Regions from separate parts of the Mus musculus genome. Here all the other regions are linked to region 3. Evidence: chromatin contacts called from public Hi-C data. All regions are on one chromosome and are shown on one strand. The core of a region is the stretch at or near the end of the contact, and the rest is flanking DNA. Distances in the headings are between cores, read along the strand shown. Region 1 overlaps Ltbp1 (latent transforming growth factor beta binding protein 1). Region 2 overlaps Ltbp1 (latent transforming growth factor beta binding protein 1). Region 3 holds the start of Fam98a (family with sequence similarity 98, member A).

Region 1 (3,948 bases), core at 1,012-3,511, 440 kb after region 3:
CTACCAAATACCAACACCTCTCCAAAAGGCCTCCTGCCAAGTTCATGATGACTGGTGTTAAAAATGTGAGTTTCCGGTAGAGAGTGTGACACATCCCTGAGTCAAAGGGGAGCCCAGCCCTGGCTCACAGTCTCTGTCAGAACTGGGTGACACTTTCCCTCTAAGGAGTTTAAAATAAGGGCAACAGTGAAGTCAAGGCCATGAGTCATTTTGTTGCCTGCAGCCATGCTCAGATTTCCATCAGAATCAATAGGCCAAACTCACGGCTCTGAATCACAAATGGCGTTTCGGAGAACAGAGACCTGAACTTTGAGCAAGTTAGAAACACTGCACCCACATAATCTTTGTTGATACGCCCAGGAAATGAACACCGCACAAGGAAGCAAAGACCTCGGGCAAACAAAGAGAAGAGAGGAGGGAAGGTGGAGGGCCAAGCCTTAAATTCCCTGTTCTTCCCCATAACTGTTCAGTAAGCAGGAAAGAGATGGATAAGCTGGCAGCTATGGTGAGGGACTTCAGTGTATGAGGCTTTAGCTATCCAGGAGGATAGAATAGGACCGAAAGAGAGGCTGGCTGCTTAGCAACTCCCTTATCCATACTCCAGGTCAAAGAACTAGATGCAACAAAGTATCCGGGAGAGGCAACCAGCAAAAGAAACAGCAGGAGTAGACAAAAGGGGCTTTAAAAAAAAAGCAACAACAGAATAAGGTACTATGTGGGGTCGTGTAAACTATGCAGGCGGTGGATAATTGCAAGCACCAGAGACCACCCCATCCTATACCCTCCCCTTAGGCCAGTGGTTCTCAACTTTCCTAATACAGCTACCCTTTGATACAGTTCCTCATATTGTGGTGACCCCCCCAACCATAAAAGTATTTCGTTGCTACTTCATAACTGCCATTTTGCTACTGTGACGTGTAATGTTAATATCCAATCTGCAGGACATCTGTTGTGATCCCTTTGGGGTTCAAGACTGTTTTGGGGTTGAGAACCTCTGCTGTGAGCCATTGTCACACAGCACTCCAAGCAGCCAACCCAAACTGATTGGGATTGAATTTGAGATTAAATAGACACCAACTGAAACGACATAGGAAACCTGGGTCTACGATTCACTCAGTGTTAAAATGACTTGTGCAAATTAAGGGCTCGTGTCTTGCCCTTCACTTAGGCAAGCCCCTCCACTCTCCAACCCTGCTTCACGGCACTTGCTAGTCCTGAAAGTCTCCTCAGTCTTAAAGCTACAAATTCCAGTTTGACCAGAACCAGGGACAAGTATGAAGTTCTGTTTTTTCTACCCCCTCACAATAATACTTCACACACACACATACACACACACACACACACACACACACACACACACACACACACCCTTGCTCCTTAAAGACTACAAATATTTAACCTTGTAAAATGCAAACAATCACATTCAAACCTTCTCTCCCTCCCTGAACCTCAACCCCTAAGAGGAATTAACCATGGTCCTCATTGGCAAAAAAATGACCCTTGGACTTATATGATCTCCAATACTCACCTAAAGCAAGGCATTGCTAAGAATTCCAATGAAATCACCTCTAGTGCAAATATTCCCACAGAGAGAGGGAATCAGATATATTTGCATGTGCTAGGACTGCAGTGAGCTTTACAGGAAAGAGAAAATTGAAAGAAAAGAGACTTATGTCCCCGTTCTCAGCCTATCAGCCTTCCACGGTTTCAGAATCCTAAATTGTCATTCCAGCCTGTAGCAACGTATAAACGCACGTAAGTGATTCCTGTGTTTATCATTTGAACATAAAAGTCAAATACATAGCTATGAAAAGGAGTCCACAGTTCAATAAAAGAACCATGTGCACAGTTCTAAGTCATCCTGTGGGAGAGAAGCTGAGGAGAATTTCTATCCAGGCCTGAGCTAACATCTAGAAGAACTTGGACCTCTCAGCCTCACAGTGGGAAACATTGTTTCTCTTGCATATCCAAGTTAGATTGCCACCGCAATGTGAATTTGGTTACTGAACACACACACACACACACACACACACACACACACACACACACCTAGAAATGAATGTTTTCTTATATTATCAGTAGTTCTCAACCTGAGTTCAAAAGCCTTTCATAGGGGTTACAAATCAGATATTTACAATTCATAACAGTAGCAAAAAAATCATAGTTATGAAGTAGCAATGAAATATTGTTTTGGTTGGTGGGGTCACCACAACATGAGGAAGTGAATTAAAGGGTCACAACATTAGGAACATTGAGAACCACTGTTTTCTACCCTCCTCAGGGTCTCCTCCTTAGACCCAGGCTTCCTGACCACATGGTCTCAACTCTGAACGAGAAGGTACAGAGTAGATGGTTGCGCTCTGTTTTGGTTGGTATGTTTGCTTCTTTTTGTTTTTTTGTTTTTGTTTTTTTGTTTTTTGTTTTGTTTTGTTTTTTAGCGCTATAGAGTTTCTCCATTTTGCATCTAGATTTTTCCTTTCAACTCTCAGTAGCATAATCACAGCACACCTGATCCAAAAAAGGCATCCCTTTAAGGTGCCCGAAATCAGACCCCAGGGCCCAGTAGAAGTTTCCACCTTCGTCCTTTTGATTTATGTGTCTCATTACCGTAGAAGGCTGCAATCACTCTCTTCTTTCTTCTTGGTTAGTGGCTTCAAAATACTGTACGCTTGATTACCCAAGTACATTAGAACTAATTTAAATCAACATCTTAAGCACCTGCATGCTCAACAAACCAGAAAAGAACCCCCACCCCAATCCAAACTATATTGGTCACATTTTATACTCCATGGGACACAAAGTAGCAAATCCATCAAGGTAACGGAACAGCAAATCCCTTTACAGACAGGGGCTAAATGCACTTCTTAACTGTTCTGCTGCCCAGTGCTGCATTTTAAAAGTAAAGCTCACATCCTCCTCCTCCTCCTCCTCCTCCTCCTCCTCCTCCTCCTCCTCCTCCTCCTCCTCCTCCTCCTCCTCCTCCTCCTCCTCCTCCTCCTGCCTCTGAAAGACAAATTTAACATGGATTGCTTTTAAGGAGAACTCCAAATGACAGCAAGTATGGAGCTGTAAAAACACGATAAATGCCCACATTTGTGTAAACCCCGGGGGAAATTAACAAGTTGGCACGGTTCTGTTTCCATCCGCCCCGTCATTTTCATGCATGTGTGTCACAGTCAACACTCTCTGGCTTTTAAAGGCAAGGGTTTCTATACGCTGCCATTACACTGAGCTGCAAGCATAATCGTGTGAGACTGAGTTAGCACCACTTAATTAGAATTTCTGTAATCAAATCTTTAACCTGAAAAAAAAATTGAGAAAAGCTACTTTTTCTGTGCCAAGACTATGTTAAAATATGGCACCCAAAGAAGTATATATGTACAGTTCCTACAAACTATCAACCTGGAATGCAAGCCTGGGGGACTATAAAAATTTATTGTCTTCCTTGCTCCTACTGTCTATCAACTATGATTCCATATCTGGAAAATACTTCAGTATATTTAGTTGTATGAAAAGGAAATAAATGAAAGGGGGGAAGAAATGAAGGAAGGTGTGGGAAGGACTTTATTCACAAGAACCACATTTAGAAGTGGATTCGTTTTGCATGAACCGTGCTCAGCACATCACTTCAACCTGGAAGCTTTAACTGTTCATTGTTCCCTTTGACCTTCCAGGATCCTACCCATCAGGGTCCTTGGCAAGAGCTCATCTCTTTGAAATGAGGGAATGATTTCATTCATGTATTAGTAACTGGATTCTAAGGCTAAGCAGGAATCAACTTTCTATTTTTTTTAACATATTGGCAATTACATACATACAACTATAGAGACCTCATTGAACCATCTCTTTGAAGGAGTAAAGAAGCCACAGTTACTCCAGGCTGAAGTAATTAGGAGTCAAAAAACCACATGAGCTCTTTAGAGGGGCGAAAACACTCCACTCTACACA
Region 2 (4,355 bases), core at 1,817-4,316, 350 kb after region 3:
TTAAATGTTCTGCCGCCACAATCAATGCTATGCTTTCATCAATGTGACAGTGTTCCATATGTGTTCACAGCATGGGAGGAGAGAACAGTTAGCCAGAGTAACAGGAAATAAGTGGCTCTTTGACTTCTTTGTAAGGGAGAGGTGCAAAGCTTCAGATTCCTGCTGTTTTCCAACCACCGTATTCATGGCTTCCTTCTGCAGTCCTGTAAATGACACCTTTTTACCCCTAGTTTAGAAGATAACTGGGATTCTGAGATATTTAACACTTTTCTCAAAGCACACCATTAACACAAGGTAGGGTGGAGGTTCAAAATCCACCACACTGTCTCCAAAGCTGCACATTGTACCAGTGGCTCTGGGAAGGCAAAGAAGGGATGCAAAGGAACCTGTCTCCATAGAGACGGAAACTAGGGGAGCATCAGCTACAGTGTAGATGCTACTCTCTCCTCTCAATAAAATAATTAACCCTTTACAGCTCTCGTTGGACCTGAATGGACACTCAACATACGGTACTGGACAGCCTCTGGTAAAGCCAGTTCATGAAATAAAATCGAGTGTAAACCCTTGAGTTGAGGACCACAATGACCAATAAATTATAACGAAGCAGAAATGATGGCTACTATCCATAAGGACCAAATACCTAACCGCTGGGATTCTCATCTACAATATCTACTCAGTCTCAATAGAGTTGAAAACATCCACTTGTACAGCAACCAACCAGCTTATTCTATTCTTAATCCCTCCATGGCCCCATTTATTATACTGATCATTATTATGGGAACAAAACAGAGAGGACATAAGGCCTCATCTGTAAAAGCTTAGAAGCTTCTAGAGAAAACCAAATTTACACAAGCCTTCAAGCTCTCGGGAGGGCCACCCAAGGACACTGACACAATCAATCAAAGTATTCCCTTGGACACAGCATTGCCCTAACCACATGAACGACCCACTCGAAGTCATTCCAAGGCACTTGGATTCCTTAAGTTCAACTTCTTCTATTCTTCTCCCAACAATTAAAAGGGTAAGCCTCCTCAAGACCCTTATAAATTTACTCTCTGAAGCTACAGAAATGCAAAGTGCCCATGACAGTTGTTTTTTGTTTGTTTGATTTTTTTTTTTTTTTTTTTTTTTTGTGGCTGGATTCTCTCTCTGGGTTGAGACAGGCCTGGGTTTTCTAGACAGACGAAGTGTTACTTGTTTCTCTGGATGAAGAGAAGCAGCTGGGAGAATGGTTAATAAATCTGTGAGGGGCACACACAATGTCCATGGTCAACTTGACTCTTCTTCTCCTACCTCAGAGCCAAATTTATTTGGGGAAGATTTCTTTTCTGATGTTACCAGATTGCCACACAACATGACAGAGTGACCCAAAGGAGCTCTGACACCAAGATTCCAAGTAGGTCATCAGGGGCTACTAAATAACAACACACTCACTGGAGTTCCTGGTGTGCATGCACGCATGTGTGTGCGCGCGTGTGGAGTATACATGTGTATATGAGTGTGTGTGCTCACATAAGTGTGTGTACACACATATATCTGTGCATGTGTGTGTATGAGTACACATGTGAGTGTGTGTGAGTGTATGTGTGTAGTATGTTTGCATGTGTGTATATGAGTGCATGTGTGTGCGAGTATATGTGGATGTATGTGTATGTTTGTTTGTGTGTGTATGTGTGTATGAATTTGTGTGTGTGTGTGTGTGTGTGTGTGTGTGTGTGTGTGTGTGTGTATTCCTGATCATGCATGTATATACATGAGGAGGCCAGAGGTCAACCTTGGGGATCTTCCTCAATTGCTTTCTACCTTAACTTCTGAAATAGTATCTCTCATCCAACCTGGAGCTGGCTAACTCAGTTACATTGGTCAGGACCCCAAGGATCCATCAGGCTCCAGAGGCCCTAGCACTGAGATTACAGAGACCCACTACCACATCTAGCCTTTCCGTTGGCACTGGAGATCTAGCTCAGGTTCTTATGTGTGCACAGCAAGCATTTTACCAAGGAAGCCACCTCCCAGCATTCCTGCCTTTTTAGCTTATAAAAATTTGATTTAAGAAATTAAATGACAAAAACTGAGAAACAGAAGATGGGCTGGAGAGATGTCTCCGTGATTAAAAACACTTGTCCTTCCAGAGGATATCAGCTCAGTTCCCAGAACCCACAAAGGGCAGCTGACATTTGCCTGTAACTTCAGCTCCAGGGGATCCAGTGTTCTCTTCTGGCTTAGGCAGGTCCTGCACCCACATGTGTGCATATACACACAGAGACATATAAATCAACTAAAGAATTTTTTGAGAGAGAGAGAGAGAAGAAGAATAAAAATTCCTCCCTGGATTTAGAACCTGTGATGTTCTCTAAAGCATTAAACAATGACTGGCAGCTCTCTGAACACTCAAACTCTCTGTGTTGCCTGCTAAATGACTGAAAAGCCAGGCCTTGACTACCCAGCAAGCATCCAAAGTTCAGAAGAGTGGATGCCATTCACTGGCTCAGCCTGAAGGACTCGACGTTCTCATTATTTGTGACAGTGTATCCAGGAAGTATAAGACACAATGACAAGCAAAAATGCTTATCTCTGACATTACGAGAAGGACCTAGGCAGGGCCGAGAAGAGACAAGGACACACACAGCTGTCATGACCACAGCCACCACTCGCCAGCCGATGCTTTGTCCTCTTTCAGAAGCAAGCTTAGGGACCTTAAGCCCCTGTATTCCCATCTCATTGTCTGACTGACATTTGCGTTTTGCCACAGCTGAGTCACAAAGATAACATGTTTCCTGTTTCATCATACGATGCGCTAGACTAACAATGTGTCTTCCCTATTGAAGAATGGGGAAGAGGTCCACCCAGTGTTCTTACCACTTGGAAGGGGAGTATTTTCTGACATCAGAGCTGCCTAGCTCTATAACCCATATTGGCATTAGAGGAGAGGGAAGGAGAGAAGGACTCACTATTTGCAGTGTTTAAAAGTTACTTCCCCCAAACCTGAATCTCTGCTTTAGAGTCCAGTAAGTACAAGGATTCTGAGTAATACATGTGAATCACAGGAAAGAGACTTTACATCTCTCCAAAAAGACGGTGGGGCATTTAGGTGAACACAATGTCTATGAATCAGACCTGCTTTCTCTCTTCACGTCTGTTCAATGATCAATTGGGAAACCCTCCAGTTGGTAGCTGGAGAGGAGTTAAGCCCACCTGGATTTCCAGAAAACACTGAGGACTCTCATCTCATGTCTTCCTCTGGGATGACCCAGAAATCACTCAGAACTTAGTATCATTCCTGTCCAGGCCCACAGCAGCTCTCAGGGGTAGGAAGCCACTTTCTGTGACTAGGAATGAGGATCTGACTTCCTGCAGGACTTGAGGACGCTACTCTAGGTGAGGACTTGTATTTAGAATCATGAATCCCCAAGAACTGCCTTCAAAATTCTCCACTTCAGTCTGTATGAAGTTTATGTGACACCCCATGCTTGTTCTCATGCCCAACAAAGGTTTGTGTAATAATTGAGATATATTCTGTTTTACACATATAGTCTGCCTTGAGTAATGTCATCTCAGCTTCTCCTGGGTACCCAATAGCTCTTATCCTCACCTTAATTGGGTAATAATCCAGGAACGTATATTTGCATTTCATCACCTGGGACAAAGTCCCCCTGACATCACCTCTCATTCACTACCAGTCCTTCCTCAGAGCAACAGCACCCTCAGGGAGTCACCTTCAAACTCTCTAGATAGGAAAACCTCTCAAAGCTCATCACTCCCATTTGACAGCATGGATGAGAGTCCAGTGCCAGGGTTCTCAACTTGGACTACACGTCCACTCCAGCATAGAGAAGACAGCATGAAACAACGGTGGGTACAGGAGAACACAGTACTGGATTCTGAGCTTCAAACCTGCCTTTTCAAACAAACTTGCTCCATGGTGCTGAGCAGTTATTTAACCTCATCTATAGAATGCCTGCAGACCCCTGATTTCTCAGCCACTGGGCATTGGGCATACAGACAGCACTCCACAGTGCTGTTACAAATCCAAGGTTCCTCTTCCTCCTTCATAAACGTATATGCCACTCATTAAACTTCAGGGTCTTCATGTGTTTCCCACTAGGAGCTTATGTCTAAGGTCAAAAAGGCAAAACAGCTGAACCAAAGCATTTAGCCGGATATGGTGGCACACACCATATCCATATGTAACCTTAGTACTTTGGAGGTGAAAGCAGGAGGATCAGGAGTTCAAAATCATCCTTACTGTATGATGAATGAGCATCCAGCCTGGGTCATATGAGTGTAATGCAAATGATCCAAGGCTGCTTCAAGCATCCTGTAAGACACAGGGCAGACTTGAAACATCAGATTCT
Region 3 (4,436 bases), core at 1,103-3,602:
GAGATTTCTGACACAGTAGATCACCTGAAGAGTCTGCAAACACAAGGAGATAAGTGGGCTTACACACCTGCAACTCACAGAGTTGTGATCCTGGAAAGAGCTGTACAAGTTCTACCACACTATTGTAAATCTTTTTTGGAGAAGCTGAGGGATGCTGAAATAATCCTCAGCTACACTGTTAGAGTAATATGTTTATAAAATTCATACTTAATAAGGTAGGATACTCATGTCTGCATAAAGGTGTTTATAAAAACCAGACCACAGATTGTTTCTGGAATCCTTTGTTGAGTTACAAAAGTTAAAAAAAATGGCAACATTTGAAACTGTGACTGACAGTACATCATGTTTCTAATGATAACCTTTGACTTTGCTTGATTTTCTTAAAAATTAAATGTCAGCGTTTAAAATAGTCTTGTGTAACAAGGCTGGGGGTCTGAGTTAGGAATAAAACCTTTTCTATTAAAAAACAACCTTTCATTGTTACTGTTTTTAGCACATTCAACATTTCCATGATAAAGAATCATTTTATTAAAATTATGTACAATATATACAGGCATAAAAAAATCAGATAATTAATTTCCCTATCTTTTCCCATTCTGCTTTTAATCCTTGTCTGAACAATCAAGTAAGTGTATGGATGCAAATACACTCAAGTTTCAGAATGCACTAATTGTTTACGAATGCTAAGGATCAGAAAGACACGGTGCTTCAGGTTGCTCATCTATATAATGCAAACAATGTTCATACAGCATTATAACCCTATACAATAATATGTTGATGCAAAATACTTTTTTTTCTTGATCCAAATATGAGTGACCATGACCCAGGTACAGACTCAGACTGCCCCACATAACATGTGCCAACACAGAACTGGTTCCACTGTCTGTATAGTTACACAATACCAACTCATAAGTCAAGGGATTATTTCTTCAGATATATTGGTGGGGACAGCAGGTGAGAAGTTTACAGTGATGTGGAGAGAACTTAGCTGTTATCTGATGACACTTGTGGCTTTGAGTAGGCAGAAGCTAATTTGGATGTTTACACATCCCAAAAGTTTTACCTGATAGCCAAAATGAGGTTAGGTCACACAGGATGGGCCAGGGTGGGCTCTTAAGGGGACTAATGACAGTCTGACAGAACCTTGGCTCTGGATTTGCAACTTTTCCCAATCAGGAAATTAGAATCAATGAATACACCTTGAAGAATATTTAACTTTAGGGGAGCTTTCTTGGAGAAGCCAGGTCGCTCATGGGTCAAGAGGATAGTCACTAGAACAGTTAGTGCATAACCTTCTCCCAACCCATGTTACACAAAATAAATAACTAAACCATGAATTACTACTGACAGAGAATGCTTATCCATTAGACATGAAAGTGGAAACTACAAAATAAAACGTAAGAATAAGTTTAAAACCAAATGACTACACAATATAACAACATGGCAATTCATAGATAAATATGATTTTCTAACTACATCATCTCTTTGAAAACGATTTCCTCCTTATTCAACAGTTCTTTCATAATAGAAAGCTACACCCAAGCATGGGTGGCCAAAAGTAATGACAACACTGAGCATGGTAGCAGATGCCTTTAATCTCAGCACTGGGAAGGCAAAGGTAGGTGGAGCTCTGTGAGTTCACAGCCAGCCTGGTCTGCATAGTGAGTTCCAGGCCATCCATGGCTCTATAAAACCCTGTATTAAAAAAAAAAAAAAAAAAGTCAACGGAGACAAAAAGTTGATCCATTGTCTAAACTGCATGTAATCAAATATACCCTATTGTATTCGATATGGAGTTATGCCCTTTCCCGTTAAAACAAAATGCGTGGTGTCTGGGGCAGACTCAAGAGGACAGGGACAAAAAAAAAAAAAAAAACTTTCCCTGGAGAAACTTTCTGAAGCATCCATACTGAGGAAAGCCACTTCTCTAACCGTGGACTCCAGAGGCTACACTGAAGAAAAATCAAATGGCATTTTCCTGGCTTTCATTGTTTTTGACCCGTCTAACCCCGCCCTGGGCTGTGGCTGGGAACGCACAAATTTGCCCTTCTGTGGTGACTCGCAGGTGAAAGGAGGACACGCATCTTCAATACCACAGCTGTCACTCTACAATCCCAGGCTGGATCCTGCTTCTGCTCCTCCCGCGCCTGCCTCGCCCCAAGCTGTGCACATGCGCATTCCAAGAGCTCCGCGCCCCCTGGCTGAGTCTCTGAGTCTCCCAGCCTCGGTGCCACGCCACCTGCCTTCCTGCCCTTCTTAGGGCAGCTAGCTTCACTACCCCATACTGGGCACGCGCACACCCGGCCATTTTTTTTTCCTCGGCCGGTGAGGTGGGGGCAGTGGGCGGAACCAAACTGCTTGCGCACGCTCGGGGCATGCGCAATACGGGGACTGAGGCGCCAGCTGTCGACTTGGAAGTTCCGGGGAAGGAGCGCATGCGCTAGGGTACGCGTTGCCGGCGAGAGGGCAGCCTGACGACTCGGAAATTTGAATACCACAGTAGCATGGAGTGTGACCTCATGGAGACTGACATCTTGGAGTCGTTGGAAGATCTAGGGTAAGACGGCGGGGGCATGAGTTTCTGAAAGTCCACTCTGCTAGAGCCCCGGCAACTCCTCGGGCGCCCGGTCGGAGCCACCTGCCTTGCCACTCCGCACCCGACTCCCGCCGGAGCTTCCCGCTGCTGGCCCAGGGACCCCCGGTGCCACGTCCACACCTACCCTGCCCACTGGGCTCCGACGGCCCTCGTCCTCCCCGGTGCTCCCCTACAGCCCAGCTACCCGCAGCGTGTCTCAGTCATGCGTGTCATTGTCTGGGCTCCGGTTCTCACCACCCCCCCACTCCCCAAGCTTTCTCTTCTTGCCTCCCGTCCTCCCACCCTACCCCCACTTTATGGTTTGCCAAAGTTGTATCTGCTTTCCTACTTGGCCCCAAGATTCCCTACTTCTTTCTTGAGCTTCTACCCCCCACCCTACTTCTCTGTCTCTCTCTCTCTCAAAAAAAAAAAAAAATCATCTTTGCTCAGTCATCTCTGCATGCACCTAGGCTTCCCAAAGCGCACGTCTGGGCGATGCAGCCGGCTGCTCTCAAGCCCGCTCAGCTGTGCACCTAACCTTTCAACCACCTGCTTTGGAAATGACAGTCAGTGACTTCAGACCTCCAGCACAGCCTCGCTGAACTCCAGCATTCCAGGGTCATCCTCACCCACCAAGAATCAGCATATTTGCATCTTGACTCTCAGTCATAGTCTTCAGTGTTTAGGAATTTGGAAATAAGGCTTATTTATCTTGTTTGGTCACCCAGATCAAGGTGCTTAAACTTGAGAACCTAGAGGCTCTTAGGCAAAAAAAAAAAAAAAAAAAAAAAAAAAAAAAAAAAAAAAAAGCCCTGCATGATTAAGTATTTGCCTGCGAATAACTATTTCAGGATAAAATCAGCGTAGAAGAAATGACGCACCGAGGTCCTCCTGCCTCTGGCACCTGAGAGCTATGATTAAAGGAGTGAGCCCCCATGCCCTGCCGATTGTTGTATTTTTAACTATAATCCTTAATCAAAGCTTAACTTTAGGCTTTTCCATGCCATGGAAATTCTTAAGGGACACCTTTCTTTAGGGAAGGACACCTTTGAGGTAGCCAAAGCGCAACCCATGTGACTAGCTTGGTGTCCTAGTAGGTACTGACCATAAAGGAAGCTTACTAACCATCGCTGTGAACATCAGCCGCTGTGGTCATTTCTTTGAATCACATTTTGTGCATAGCCCAGACTTGGCCAACTTAGTTCTTGCAATGGGCCACACGTAAGCCTTATTCTGTGGAACGGGTGCTTTTCAACGGGTGTCTAAAGATGATTCGCTTACTCAGTAAACATTTTTTTTGTGTGTGTGTGTGTGTGTGTGTTTTGTTTTTCGAGACAAGGTTTCTCTGTATAGTCCTGGCTGTCCTGGAACTCACTCTGTAGACCAGGCTGGCCTCGAACTCAGAAATCCGCCTGCCTCTGCCTCCCGAGTGCTGGGATTAAAGGTGTGCGCCACCACACCCGGCCAGTAAACATTTTTTAAGGGACACTTGCTCTGTGCCAGTGTGGGGTTTTCCTCAGGGTATAAGTTCACGTGGAAGCTCTGAGAAGCATACAATGAAAAGCCCCGAGGAGGGTCTCTTCCCTTGAAAAGGTAGTGTTGCAGGAGTAGAACCAGAAGAGTTCTGGGATATTCCGTGCAGGTGAAGATCAGCTGACTGGCTGCAGTGGAAGAGCTTGCTTCCATTACTGTTCCTTTATCCTAATGATGTTTTCTTGTCTGGCTTACTACAACTAATTATCCCTGCAACAATTGCCCTCAAGTAAATAGTTAGGTTGCATTGTAATATAAACCCTAGAGTTTTTAATGAAAGTTTATAATTAATTTTAACTTAGTGTGGTTACATTTAAATATTATTAAA

Evidence for each region. Hi-C and Micro-C count contacts between places; a contact is called where the count stands out from the background.
Region 1: a Hi-C map of centroblasts shows a contact between it and region 3, with 2.7 times the contacts expected there. The contact joins the enhancer-like site here to the promoter of Fam98a in region 3. A contact is called at or near these places in 3 of 39 promoter capture datasets (embryonic stem cells, hippocampal neurons and pre-B cells), 12 of 484 Hi-C or Micro-C datasets (the 3T3-L1 cell line, 3T3-L1-derived adipocytes, the MC3T3-E1 cell line and 7 more), 2 of 115 datasets of contacts at active chromatin or transcription factors (both in embryonic stem cells) and 3 of 9 other capture datasets (embryonic stem cells, liver and macrophages).
Region 2: a contact with region 3 is called in a Hi-C map of myeloid progenitors, with 3 times the contacts expected there. The contact joins the enhancer-like site here to the promoter of Fam98a in region 3. A contact is called at or near these places in 3 of 484 Hi-C or Micro-C datasets (bone marrow-derived macrophages, embryonic stem cells and myeloid progenitors).

The regions. Positions count from the first base shown.
Region 1 is chr17:75,106,819-75,110,766 of GRCm38.p6, reverse strand. The region is part of intron 3 of Ltbp1 (latent transforming growth factor beta binding protein 1); the gene reads right to left. Among named protein-coding and RNA genes, the nearest start is that of Ltbp1, 100 kb to the right of the region's middle. Within about 2 kb of position 2,261, at least 16 of the 459 cell types and tissues checked have an H3K27ac peak or open chromatin away from gene starts, as enhancers often do. A contact at or near this core is called in centroblasts, where this site is marked.
Region 2 is chr17:75,198,237-75,202,591 of GRCm38.p6, reverse strand. All of the region lies in intron 5 of Ltbp1 (latent transforming growth factor beta binding protein 1), which reads right to left. Among named protein-coding and RNA genes, the nearest start is that of Ltbp1, 190 kb to the right of the region's middle. Within about 2 kb of position 3,066, at least 61 of the 459 cell types and tissues checked have an H3K27ac peak or open chromatin away from gene starts, as enhancers often do. A contact at or near this core is called in bone marrow-derived macrophages and myeloid progenitors, where this site is marked.
Region 3 is chr17:75,549,862-75,554,297 of GRCm38.p6, reverse strand. It overlaps Fam98a (family with sequence similarity 98, member A), which reads left to right and starts at 2,352. Exons shown (of 8, transcript NM_133747.2): 1 at 2,352-2,557. The coding sequence starts at 2,505.